Regions from separate parts of the Mus musculus genome. Here regions 1, 3 and 4 are each linked to region 2. The links are chromatin contacts, called in public promoter capture Hi-C maps. All regions are on one chromosome and are shown on one strand. The core of a region is the stretch at or near the end of the contact, and the rest is flanking DNA. Distances in the headings are between cores, read along the strand shown. Region 1 overlaps Tenm4 (teneurin transmembrane protein 4). Region 2 holds the start of Nars2 (asparaginyl-tRNA synthetase 2 (mitochondrial)(putative)). Region 3 overlaps Gab2 (growth factor receptor bound protein 2-associated protein 2). Region 4 overlaps Gab2 (growth factor receptor bound protein 2-associated protein 2).

Region 1 (3,034 bases), core at 491-2,990, 170 kb before region 2:
GGATGTAAAAATAACCCTCTTTGATGCTATAGTTCATATAGTCTCTTCTGACCCTCACTGTCACTGCTGGCTCCTTGTAGCAGTCAGAATGGTAGGGATTCTTGACGGTGTCTGTTTCATAGTTAGAAAGCTCAGAGCTTCTATTTAATGAAGAATTCTATCTTAATACAATAAAGCAGAAAACAGTAGAGGAAGGCACCCAGCATCTTGCCAGCATCTTGCTCTTAGTCGACTTGTATATACATACAACACACACAGAGAGAGATGTGCTCACTCACACACATGTGCACAATTGGGTGCATACACACATACGCATTAGAGGAAAATCCTTTCTGATCGATTTTATCTGTGTGTCCTTCTGAACCCTAGTTCCCCCATCTGAGACTCCTCCTCCCTCGTTGCAGTTTTTGCAAACATGGTAGGCTCTGGGTGCCATGCTGATGCTTGTTGGACATTAATACTCAGTTTACCTCACAAGCCAAAGGGCAGGGACTTGTAGCCACATTTTTCAGGTGACGAAACAGTCTTGGAGAACTGGGAACTCAGGTCCACCATTCACTGAAATCCTACTCTTTACTGAACCTGTTACCTCCCCTAGTGGACAGATTAACAGTGTTGTCCTTCCCAAGAGTCTCACACTGCTGTCCCAATACTCACTGTACCATCTTCCTTCCCTGTCACAGTGGACTGCATGGACCCCACATGTTCCAGCAGGGGTGTCTGTGTCAGAGGCGAGTGCCACTGCTCTGTGGGATGGGGAGGCACCAACTGCGAGACACCCAGGGCCACATGCTTGGACCAGTGCTCAGGCCACGGAACCTTCCTCCCAGACACAGGACTTTGCAACTGTGACCCAAGCTGGACTGGACACGACTGTTCCATTGGTAAATACCGGGGAAAGGGTTGGCGAGGGTGGAGGGTGGGTTCGACTGTTACAATTTAACCTTTCAGCACTGGTGGGGGTGTGGCCCTAACTGCAAACTCCTCCTGCTGTGGACTCATTTCCTCTTCCTTGCCCTTACATTCTAATCTTTGATGCCTTTCCTCTTGGTGAGCAGATAATTTAAAAACTTACACCCTCCCCTTGTTCAGCCTTGGGATTCTAAACTGTGTTGTACTGGGCATTTCTGCATAGCTCTAACCAGAATGATGAGAGAATGAATTCAAGGAGGAAAGATTCGTGTCGGATCACAGTTTTTCAGAAAGTTCTTTCCAGGATTGCTTAGGGCATGCCATCTTTTGTAGAGCAAGAGCCAGGAGGGAGGAGGCGGGGATACTCACAGGGTGTGTCCACAGTGGCAGTGTTGATTACTTGCCTGGTTGTTGTGACAAAATACATAGTCAGGGAGCCTGAAGAAGAAGTGAGGACAGGCTATAAACCCCCAGGCCCACCCACAATGACACACTACTTCCATTAAGGCTCTACCTCTTAGAGGCCCCACAACCTGCTCAAATAGCACAACTAGCTAGGGGCACAGGATGCTAACACCTGTGCCTTTGGCAGACACATTCAAACCATAGCAGTGACCTGCTGCCTCCAGCTGTGTTCCAGCTCTCCAGGCTTCCAGAACATCCCAAAGTATCATCACCAGATAAGGGCAAAGCGTGTAGCATAAGAGCCTGTGAGGAACATTCAATGTGAAATGATAGCAAGTGTCGTTTATCAACACTGACAGTAGCGCCTATGATTCCAGATGTGTTTTACTGAGACTTATCTAGTGCAAGGCCACAAGGGGGCCTGAGAGAGCTACAAGAATAGGGGTCATGGGGAAGCACCTGCCCTGCCAGGCTGTCCTTTTAGCTCTGTCCTTTCCTCAGAATGAAAGATGAGCTCAGTATGGATTTTAAGGTCCTCTGAAATCTGCCCCCCAATTCTTTTCTGGCTTAGTGCTTATACTGGACAGCAATTACCATGGTTATGCTGTAGCAAGTGTGTCTGTTAGTGGATACAATCCCAGGACTCAACATAGGCCTGGCCTACTACACCTGCTTGGTAAAGACAGATGGACAGAAGGATAGATAATGAATGGACAGACAGGCAGATGGATGGATGGATAGATAATGAATGGACAGACAGACGGATGAATGGATAGATGGATGGGCAGGCAGACAGCCACATGATAGGGCATCCGGTTCTACAAAGAATAATACATTACCAACCTTCTCTCTATAAGCACCGCCCTGTTTAGACCCGCAAAAGAGGATTAAATGAGAACACACTTGGACTACCTTGTACAGTATTGTTACCAGTAGGCTTTATACACATCTAACAAGTCATTTACTCAATACAAACCCCTTGAAAGAAACTAATCAGCATCCCCCTTTCCAATTCACACCACACTTTAGCACACCTACTGTGTAATGGGTACGATTTTTAGCTAGATATGACAGAGAGATAGGAAAGTGCCCGCTTGGCAGTGCACGAATTCTGCGAAGTGGAGAAAGGAGACTTACCTCAAATCACTGTCCAACCAACCGCTCCACACTGCAAAGCTCAAACCAGCTCATTATGGTATAGATTAACAGTTCTGATCATGATCAAGAGAGATGGCTTTGACCTTTTTCTAAAATGAGACCCATGCCGCATTCATGCCTTTAGAATACCTTGAATTACCTTTCGTGCTGAATGGAGAATTGCTGTTCAATGCACTGTCTAAATTGGACTTTTATCCCTGTTTGCAAAGCTCACGTAAAGACATGATTGTGAGCACAGATGTGCAGAGTCTCAGGAATAATTCTCTTTATATAGCTCTGTTTATTGCAATATAATAAATGGTCCTCTTAAAGCCACGCTGCCTTGTATTGTTCATTATGTGGCCGAAAAGCTAATTTACGATGGGTCTATAACCCGAGTCTTGCACTGTTAAACCCCAATGAAACTCCACAGCCGGGGGGAGGTAGAGATAGCTTCAGCTGAGCTTTCTGAGTGCTCTTCAGTTGTCTGTGAATACAATGATGACAAACCCGAGAGAAGGGGGTTAGAGAGATGGCTCAGTAGGCAAATGCTGTGCAAGCATGAGGATTTGAAGCCAAT
Region 2 (2,983 bases), core at 183-2,682:
TACAACATTCACGTTAGAAATGTCATTCCTGCTGCTATCGGGAAGGCGATGAATCTAAAGGCAGACGTGTGGATCCAAACACTGAAAGCAAATCAGAAGATAGAATTTAACACAGTAAAGGATAAACGGGAGCAGTTGGGTCTGAGCACAAAGCTTGCAGGCAGTGATCAGCTTTCACTACACACTTTAGATTACCCACTGCTAATTTCCCATTTTACCCACTGGGGTCCCTTTCCCTTGAGTTACTGAACAATGGTTCTCTGCTTAGTTTCCTAATTAACCCTTTGCCTTAAGTAGAGGAAGATAGTCTCCCTGAGACTTAGCAGAGCAAAGAGGAGGAAGAAAGATGAGACAGAAGAATTAACCTGAAGAGAAATTGAGCTTGCTGGTTGCTGGTTTCACTTTTTTTTTTGGGGGGGGTATCGAATATACTTTTATACTTTAAGATATAAGCTATCTCTACATATTTGGAAGGCTACAAGTTTTTGATTTTTCCTTTCTCAAGGTTCCAGAAGTGCCCCAAAGTATTTTTATTGGAGATATTTTCAAGTCTGTCCAGAGAAGAGTTTTACAATTCTTTCAGGCCATTTTCCTTCCCAGCAGATTTTCCTGTCCTCCTCTTACAGGAAAATTTCTGACATTCTCATCTGGAAAAATTCTAACCTTCCTCAAACTCAGCCTAATTATCTCTTTCTCTGGGTCGCCACTCCACTTACCACACACATATCTATGTGTGCTCTTGCTGGGTATAATGTGATGGTTTCTCTCGGTTTCTGTCTCACTGTCTCTTTGTCTGTCTCTGTGTCTCTATCTCTCCCTCTCTGTCTCTGTTCCCCAACCAACATCTTTTCATCATAAGCTCCTTGATGAACAGGACTATGTATGGTGTCTCATCGTGGCAACTTAATTAGTCCTTATTTTGACCTTTTCTTGTTTAACTAGATAAAAGCATTATCATGTGTCTCACTGAGTTACGAAAAAATATTTTTGTGTAAACTTAAAATGTAGCTGAATATATGCAAAGGCCATTTTTTTCTTTTCAAACAAATGCAAGTAAGAGAAAAGATTTGCCCATTCTGGCAGGCAAAGCTCCTTTTTAAGCAACGAATTGTTTGGCTACCACCCAACAGTGACTTCAGCAGGTACTACGTCTGGAGACTGACTTCCCAGAGCTCAGAACTCCTCTCCACCCCTAAGACTCTGCACAGACACTTGCCTTCTGCATCTGTCAATACTGCCCACAAGTATTCCTCAGTCTCCCTAGAGATGACCCAACAGTAGCTATTTCTGAGAAACCTGAGACAGCCCTTGCGCCTTAGCCCCGCCCACCTCAGCTCCTGCACCGCCCCTACCGGTGCGGCGCCTCACGAGCTCCCGGACACAATCACGCATGCTCAGACTCCACCCAGCGTGATGACGGAAGAGCGAGCACGGGGTGACGTAGCTCAGTTGCAACGTGCTTTAAGTCTGGGTCTGCACTCCGGTCCCATGTACGGTGTGACACTGACCGCTGTGTTCCGTGTAGTCGAACCTTCTGTGCTTTCGGGAGCGGGACGCGGAGGTGGGGTCCCGTGGGAACTGCTCGGGGCGCGGAGGGAAGAGCGACAGGAGCGCATGACGGCAGGACTGCGCGGCTGAAAAAGGCTGCTCTCGGGGACTGTGAGCCGGGACGTAGCCCGGCATCCCGTGGAACCCTGTCCGGTCTCGCCATGCTCGGGGCCCGGCGCCTGCTCGGCGCGCTGCGCCTCTGTTCCTCCGTTTCCTGCCCCAGGCCCCGCGCGTCTGCCAAAATGCGCGTGCGGGACGCCCTCAGGGTCCAGGACGCGAGAGGGGAGTGCGTAACGGTGCAGGTGGGTGTGTGGAAAGACTGCTGCCTGAGCTTGCTTGACTTGAGCTGTCTCCAGAGTCTACACTTCTGGGACCGCACTGTTATTTTTGCAAATCGTTCTGACGATCACAAGTGCAGCAGCTGAGTTTTCATGACACCTAGGGGTTTCTTGTAAACACTTTAATCATGCGGAAAAGTTGAAATGAACACTCCCTTATTTATTTATTTATTTATTTAGTTTTATAGTAATAACTTGGGATGCTTTGCCCTAGTTCCTTGAGAACAGAAATTCTGTCTTTCCTTTTTTCCTGTTCACCTGGCTGGCAGGAAATAGTGGTTCCAGGTGTGTCCAGCCTTTTGACATTGCAACATGAGGTCTCCACCTACCAAGTTCATACTTGAGTTACCGCCTCTACCCTCCAGTTAAAAAGTCTCAAAGTTTACGAGTCCGTGTTGGGCTGCATTCATAGCTATCCTCAGTTGCTCACTGCGGCTCATTGTACACAAGTTGGACACAGGAGAATCCATACCTTTTCAATTTCAGTCACTCAGGCTCCTGAGATTTCCATGTATTTAAACTAGGAGAAAGAGCAGAATGTTGTAGTTTGACAAGCTAAGGGCTGCAGTTGCCTTGGCTTAATTCGCTTGCCCTACTATGTAGCTTGTTACTTATAGGCATGTCACGACAGTGCCTCAGGCCCCAGTTTCTCTTATGAAAATGGAGATAATAGTCTATATTTTGGAGAGTTCTGAAAATTAAACGGGTTAATGAAGACAGGCTATTTAGAACAGAGGCCTCTCAGTCAGTGTTAGATGCTGTTATTTGTGACAGCTTTGAATAAATTCCTAAAAGCACAGAAAGAGTAAGACTGGTGCTTGGCTGTTTCCTCTTGAATTACTGAAATAAACTAATAGGTCTTACCCATATTCCTGATATCTGGCACTATGACCAAGCTGTTCTTCCTTGCATTTCTTTGGGTTTATTACTTGTTCCATGATCCCAATCAAAAGTTATCAAAACTGTTTGCTGTACTCTTTGTACCTTGATTTGTGTGATGAACAAAAGAAGAGTCAAAGATGAACTGAACCTACTACGGAGGTAACAGACCTTTTATTTGGGTGCTTAGTGGTATAATATGGAAACTGCTAGTCAAC
Region 3 (3,073 bases), core at 59-2,558, 200 kb after region 2:
TCAGGGAAATGCAAATCAAAACAGCCCTGAGATTCCACCTCACACCAGTCAGAATGGCTAAGATCAAAAATTCATGTGACAGCAGATGCTGTCGAGGATGTGGAGAAAGAAGAGCACTCCTCCATTGTTGGTGGGATTGCAAGCTGTTACAACCACTCTGGAAATCAGTCTGGCGGTTCCTCGGAAAATTGGACATAGTACTACTGGAAGATCCAGCAATTCCTATCCTGGGCATATACCCAGAAGATGTTCCAACTGGTAATAAGGACACATGTTCCACTATGTTCATAGCAGCCTTATTTATCATAGCCAGAAGCTCTACAGTTATCTTACATCCTTGAAAAATCAGCATGATAATATTTTTAAAGTTAAATTTTAGGACTGTGTTGTTTGATTTATTAAAGTTGGTTTTCTTTGCTCTAGAAGGGACAATTCTAAGGTTCTGAAGTGTATGGAACAGTTGATGTGTAGTTTTTGTATGTTTTGATTCTTTGAGCTCTCTTAAGTAATTTTCCCTTACATATAAGAAAACATTTTTTAAACCATTTTAAAAAATCAGCTCTGTTTTGTATTTGCTTTGTTAACATGTAATTTATGCTAAACTCCCACATACTTTCAATTTTCTAAAGTACCCTAGAGAAGCATTTGAAACTTGCTTCACTACTCTCTGTTGGAAGAGACTTTCTGTGATGGTTTTGTATGTTCTGAACCTGTCCTTTGAAAATGTTGAGGATGTTGTGGATAATGATCTGATGCTAATATATGGATAGAGCAGAGGCAAGAATCCAATTGGAGTTAGCCTTCCATATTTTCCTCCACTCTCTCTTTCTTATTGGAGTCTTTTTATATAACAGAAGGATAGGGCTGAGAGTAGGAGGATCAAGCTCCTGAGGTCATTTGGTCCGATCTCAATTATTTCCACTGACATTTTAGAATCTGCTGTACTGGAGCATTGCTGTTCTTTATGGATGAAGACACCGAAACTTGTGAGCTGCAAGTTATTTCCACACTGTCGCATATTCACAGCAAAGACTATGCTTGACGTAGGCTTTACCTATTCCAGGGGAGAATTGCCCTTACACTAAAATATTAAGTTCACTCCCATTCTTCAACGAATCTCCACCTCAGGACTCTAATTTTGTGATTGTGAAATATCCTAAGAGCATTTTGTCTTTGAAAATGAGCCAGAACTTGGAGGGTTAACAAAAAATGAAACAGTGAGTGGGGAGTTCTTTTCTCCTCTCCTCAACTAAAGGGCTGCTGGGCTATTTCACTTGCACCACATGTGTTCCATTACGGTATAATGATGTAATTACCAGTAATACTGCTTCTGCTTGAGTAGTGATGGAGAGGCAGCATTAAGGAAAAGACCAGCCCAGTTCTCTCCTAAGAGCCCACTTCAGTCTATTAGATTGAAGATGCTGGAAGGCGAATGGCTTCAGCAGAGGAAAAGGTCAGATTTAAAAGCTTTTCTGGGCTTGGCATTTATTATTGCCTTTTTGACCTTCAGAAAAGTCCCTTGTGTGTTTGTCCTTGATTTTTGCCTTTCCCATTAGTACTTGAAAGCTGTATTGCTGGCCAGACCCAGTCTTTGGCATAGGTAGTTTACTCTGTAGTGTTGTTATTCAAGAAGACATAGCCCCCATCCAGATCAGATCACCTGTTCAGTTACCTTTCCTGACTCTCTTCTAGTGTATTCTTCACACTCTTATTTTATTTATCAGCAACACACACACACCTCTACCTCCACAGACATAATTAGAATATAAAATAAAAAAGATGGGGCACTCCTTAGAATTGGGAACAAAACACCCATGGAAGGAGTTACAGAGACAAAGTTTGGAGCTGAGATGAAAGGATGGACCATGTAGAGACTGCCATATCCAGGGATCCACCCCATAATCAGCATCCAAACGCTGACACCATTGCATACACTAGCAAGATTTTATCGAAAGGACCCAGATGTAGCTGTCTCTTGTGAGACTATGCCGGGGCCTAGCAAACACAGAAGTGGATGCTCACAGTCAGCTAATGGATGGATCACAGGGCTCCCAATGGAGGAGCTAGAGAAAGAACCCAAGGAGCTAAAGGGATCTTCAACCCTATAGGTGGAACAACATTATGAACTAACCAGTACCCCGGAGCTCTTGACTCTAGCTGCATATGTATCAAAAGATGGCCTAGTCGGCCATCACTGGAAAGAGAGGCCCATTGGACTTACAAACTTTATATGCCCCAGAACAGGGGAACGCCAGGGCCAAAAAGGGGGAGTGGGCGGGTAGGGGAGTGGGGGTGGGTGGGTATGGGGGACTTTTGGTATAGCATTGGAAATGTAAATGAGCTAAATACCTAATAAAAATGGAAAAAAAAGATGGGGCACGTTGTGCAAATCACTTAACCTTCCTATAAACTTCCTTGAAAGCATGGCTCCTGCTACCTGATGATTATGAGGAGTTATTAATGGTCTCTGGAACATAACAGACCTTCTACATTATTTCCCCCATTAGAGAGTTGCTGTCATTCTTTCAACAATATCCAGGCCCAGGCTCTAGAAGAACACAAGCAAATTTCACTTATTTCAGCTCTTCTCATAGTGCCAGCTTGAGGTTAAAAGCAACCAGGTCACATATGATCATATTAGAAATGAGAGAAACTCAGGCTAAGCCTGGGATGCTGGGTCATAAAATGTCAGGAATGAGAGACTTTAGTGTGTTTTACCTCTCTCTCTAGAGATTCAGTTGCATATCAGTGTTTTTCTATGTTAGTTTCAGGTGCTGTTTGGATTCGCAAGATTCCTTATTTTAATTCAGACCTAGACTCTCTAACACAGAGGCCATGAATAATTATTTAAATTTTACTAAATGAAAACTAAATAAAATTAAAAATTTCCTTTCTCAATTGCACTGGCTACACTCCAAGTGCTATGTACATGTATGTGCCTAGTTGCAACTATATTAGATATCTCAGATAAAAGCATTTTCATTACTGCAGAAAGTTTAGTTGAATAAATCTGAGTTTGAATCAATAGTCCTTAAACTTTAGCATGAATTGTTTCAGCTAGATGACTTGATTT
Region 4 (3,087 bases), core at 465-2,964, 230 kb after region 2:
ATTCACTCATTTTCTGGGCTACCTCCCTATATACTGATTGTATCTTCTTTCCAGTATGTGAACCACAGCTTATTTCAGCCCAAAGCCTTAAGGTTATTCTTTGCTAGTATCATCCTCCACATTCCAGTAATGGCTAAGAAATTGACTGTCTGTTATCTCTTATTATCTTCTCTCTCTTCTTTGCACCCAGTGCAGCCTAAGCCACCATGGGTTTTCACTGAGATCATAGATACCTCAAAGTTGATTTACCTAGTCCTAGTCTCACTCTTGAGCTTTTCATACAGCAGAGTGATCTTCCCAGAACACAAACCCAGTTACAGCATTCTTCTATTATGCTATCCTTAGAATAGAGTACAAATTTCTTAACCTCTTCTGGCCTTTTCTAGCTCCTTCAAAACATACTGTTTTCCTCTTTATTACAATAAGGATCATGCTTTATCATGATTATTTGTTTCTACTTTATAATTCTGCTTTATATTAGTCTGTGAGGTCCCAGACCTTATTGGTTGCTGTTTTATCCTCAGCACAGTGCCTTGAATCCAAAGGAGTACTGAATGTGTAAGTTCATGCATTTTAATAATACCTCTTGACAAATTAATATAAGGTTTCTAAAGTCAGTCTTTCCTAAGTGCAGCTAATCATATAAGTAAATTATATTTATAGTACATCTTCTTTACATTGTGGAAAAGTTTCTAATTTTTATCATACTTGCTTCTGTCAAGAGCCATAACATCAATATTATGTTCTTTACTCTCTCTCTCTCTCTCTCTCTCTCTCTCTCTCTCTCTCTGTGTGTGTGTGTGTGTGTGTGTGTGTGTGTGTGTGTGTGTGTGTGTGTGTGTGGAGTGGAGTGAGTGGAGTGAAATGTATTTGTTTGGATACATGTAGAGGCCCAAAGTCAATATTAAGTATACTTCTTGATTCCAACAATATTTTTTAGATAGTCTCTTATTGAACCTGGGGATTCAGTGATTCAGCTAGTCTAGTTGGCCAGTGACCCCTAGTGATCTTCCTTTTCTGGAAAAGTTACAGACTTGTGCCATCATACCCAGCTTTTATATGGGTGCCAGGAGTCTGAACTCAGATTTTCATGCTTATAGCACAAGCACTTTACTGATCCAGCCAACTTTTCAGCCCCAAACATTCTAAAGCTTGAGGGTAAGTTAGAAAGGGATATCCATGAGGGAGAAAAATATAGAACAGAAACTACCATGTTTTCTCCCTAAATGTGTTACAATAAAGATTTTTATGTGTATGTCATTTTTTTCTTTTGAATTATTTCCTTAATACCAGTTGTTGGAAATAATAAATGTTGAGTAAAAGGAGAAGTGAACATCTTTAAAAATCTTGAAATAACTAGATTATTTTTCAAGCACAGTGTACCAACAGATAGCCTTGAACAACATGAAAGAATTTCTTTTTAAATCTCACTTTCCACTCCGGAAGTCATTAAATTCTTTTGCTGGTTATAGAAAAACAATCCTTCCCATTCCTCTTAGTTAATACTAGATCTTTTCCCATCTTATCTGCCGACAGCTCCTTCTGCAGGAGCATCCTGACCCTTGTAGACTGTCAGAAGTGAACTTCTGTGGCCCCTGGAGCATAGCATCTCTGTTGTGCATGAGTGGAGAGGGGAGGGATGGAGAGAAGGCATAACACAAACCATGCCATTGTTAGGGATGAGGTCGCTGGGATAATGCTGTGAGAAGGGATGAAAGAATGATTCTCCATTCTTGATTGTTGTGATTTCCAAGAATGAGACGGCAGCTCCCGCCCAGGGAGGAATGGATCTTCACTGCAACCAGATGCTTCTTTTCCCAGTGCTGCTTCCCATTATTTCTGAAAATGGGGTGGAGGACAGCACAGCAGCTGAGACAGATTAACTGCTATGCCAGTTTCCTTCCTTTGAGTGAAAGCCCTAGATCAGAAGCATTCACAATTAGAAAAAAAAAAAAAAAACTCTTTAGAAATAAGAGTATGGCTCAAGGTTCACAGAGTGTAGGAGCCAACCTTCTGGAGTTTGCACCCAACTCCTGCCTTTGTGTAAGCTGCTGAAGCACAAAGAGCTTTCTTTCTGATTTTCCATTGTTCCTACCTTCATTTGGTCTTTCTGTTGTTTCTGCGCTGTGGTAACAGCCATCTGCATTCCTTAATTTATCTTTGACTGCACTCTTGCCAACATGGTCTTTCTATCATTCATCTTATCATTCTGCTGTCTGTCTGAAGCAAGTTGTCTTTGGCTTATCTGCTGCCACTCCCCTCCTGCTGCTGTGTTAGTTCCCACTCTTGTGACCATAAGCCTCATAAGTGCTCTTTTAACCACCATACCTTTCAGGAACTACTTCCTTCCTAAGACTTCATGGCTGTCATACAAGTTCACACATGCCATTTGATAAGGAAATGGGGGCTCTGCAGATGGATCAAAGATGGCTTAATAATTTTTATCAGCATACAAATATAGTCTTACTTTCAGAAATTTAAAAAATGTATGGCGTGGCCTCTTCCCACCAGCAACTGCAGTGTAGTTGAAACAAGATACAACATTTTAATAGGCTCTTTACATTTTGGTTTTCTGTATATCATGTAATCCCTGACAACATTTGGTGAGTGACAAGAGAAACTTTATCTCATTTTTAGGATTAGGAGTCCAGAAAAACTGAGGGATTTGCCTAAGGTCACATAGCTAACCTGAGATCAAACTGGCATTTTTACCTAGGTGCTTAAAGAAGCAAGATGTTTAACCACTTCATCAACTGAATTAGTTCATCTGTAAATTAAGGTAGCAACTAGTCCCACCTCCTAATTGCCATGAGTGTTTAAAAACCAATACTGGGGAGTGTGGTGTAGTATTGACACATCACGGAAGTTCTCAGATGCCAGTGGTTATCTTCATATGTCATGTTTTTGTCACTGTAGTAACATACTTTCTGGGTATTATTTCTTTGGGGGAAAGTGTAGCAAGTACCAACATTGTGTTTCTTCCCTGGATTGCTGTGATATTAGTGACTGGCCTGCTTTACTTGGAAGTCCTGTGTCAAGTGCCTTAGTGATACCAGCCTGATTCTCAATGGTTCTTTTTAATACTGC

The links. Promoter capture Hi-C pulls out the DNA fragments that hold promoters and counts their contacts.
Region 1: a contact with region 2 is called in a promoter capture Hi-C map of erythroid cells, with 2.5 times the contacts expected there. The contact joins the enhancer-like site here to the promoter of Nars2 in region 2. A contact is called at or near these places in 5 of 39 promoter capture datasets (embryonic stem cells, erythroid cells, fetal liver and 1 more), 2 of 484 Hi-C or Micro-C datasets (the HPC-7 cell line and erythroblasts) and 1 of 9 other capture datasets (macrophages).
Region 3: a promoter capture Hi-C map of the C10 cell line shows a contact between it and region 2. The contact joins the enhancer-like site here to the promoter of Nars2 in region 2. A contact is called at or near these places in 4 of 39 promoter capture datasets (the C10 cell line, the HPC-7 cell line, macrophages and 1 more), 1 of 484 Hi-C or Micro-C datasets (nephron progenitors), 1 of 115 datasets of contacts at active chromatin or transcription factors (bone marrow-derived macrophages) and 1 of 9 other capture datasets (macrophages).
Region 4: a contact with region 2 is called in a promoter capture Hi-C map of fetal liver, with 2.5 times the contacts expected there. The contact joins the enhancer-like site here to the promoter of Nars2 in region 2. A contact is called at or near these places in 10 of 39 promoter capture datasets (the 3T3-L1 cell line, 3T3-L1-derived adipocytes, the C10 cell line and 7 more), 2 of 484 Hi-C or Micro-C datasets (the G1E-ER4 cell line and myocytes), 2 of 115 datasets of contacts at active chromatin or transcription factors (acute myeloid leukemia and bone marrow-derived macrophages) and 2 of 9 other capture datasets (adipose tissue and macrophages).

What each region holds. Positions count from the first base shown.
Region 1 is chr7:96,777,136-96,780,169 of GRCm38.p6, forward strand. Tenm4 (teneurin transmembrane protein 4) reads left to right here. Exons shown (of 33, transcript NM_001310762.1): 16 at 684-884. Among named protein-coding and RNA genes, the nearest start is that of Gm15413, 23 kb to the right of the region's middle. Within about 2 kb of position 1,741, at least 8 of the 459 cell types and tissues checked have an H3K27ac peak or open chromatin away from gene starts, as enhancers often do. A contact at or near this core is called in erythroblasts, erythroid cells and fetal liver, where this site is marked.
Region 2 is chr7:96,950,095-96,953,077 of GRCm38.p6, forward strand. Nars2 (asparaginyl-tRNA synthetase 2 (mitochondrial)(putative)) reads left to right here and starts at 1,433. Exons shown (of 14, transcript NM_153591.4): 1 at 1,433-1,850. The coding sequence starts at 1,710.
Region 3 is chr7:97,149,968-97,153,040 of GRCm38.p6, forward strand. The region is part of intron 1 of Gab2 (growth factor receptor bound protein 2-associated protein 2); the gene reads left to right. Among named protein-coding and RNA genes, the nearest start is that of Gab2, 70 kb to the left of the region's middle. Within about 2 kb of position 1,309, at least 10 of the 459 cell types and tissues checked have an H3K27ac peak or open chromatin away from gene starts, as enhancers often do.
Region 4 is chr7:97,181,952-97,185,038 of GRCm38.p6, forward strand. The region is part of intron 1 of Gab2 (growth factor receptor bound protein 2-associated protein 2); the gene reads left to right. Among named protein-coding and RNA genes, the nearest start is that of Gab2, 100 kb to the left of the region's middle. Within about 2 kb of position 1,715, at least 38 of the 459 cell types and tissues checked have an H3K27ac peak or open chromatin away from gene starts, as enhancers often do. A contact at or near this core is called in the G1E-ER4 cell line, the HPC-7 cell line, acute myeloid leukemia and 2 more, where this site is marked.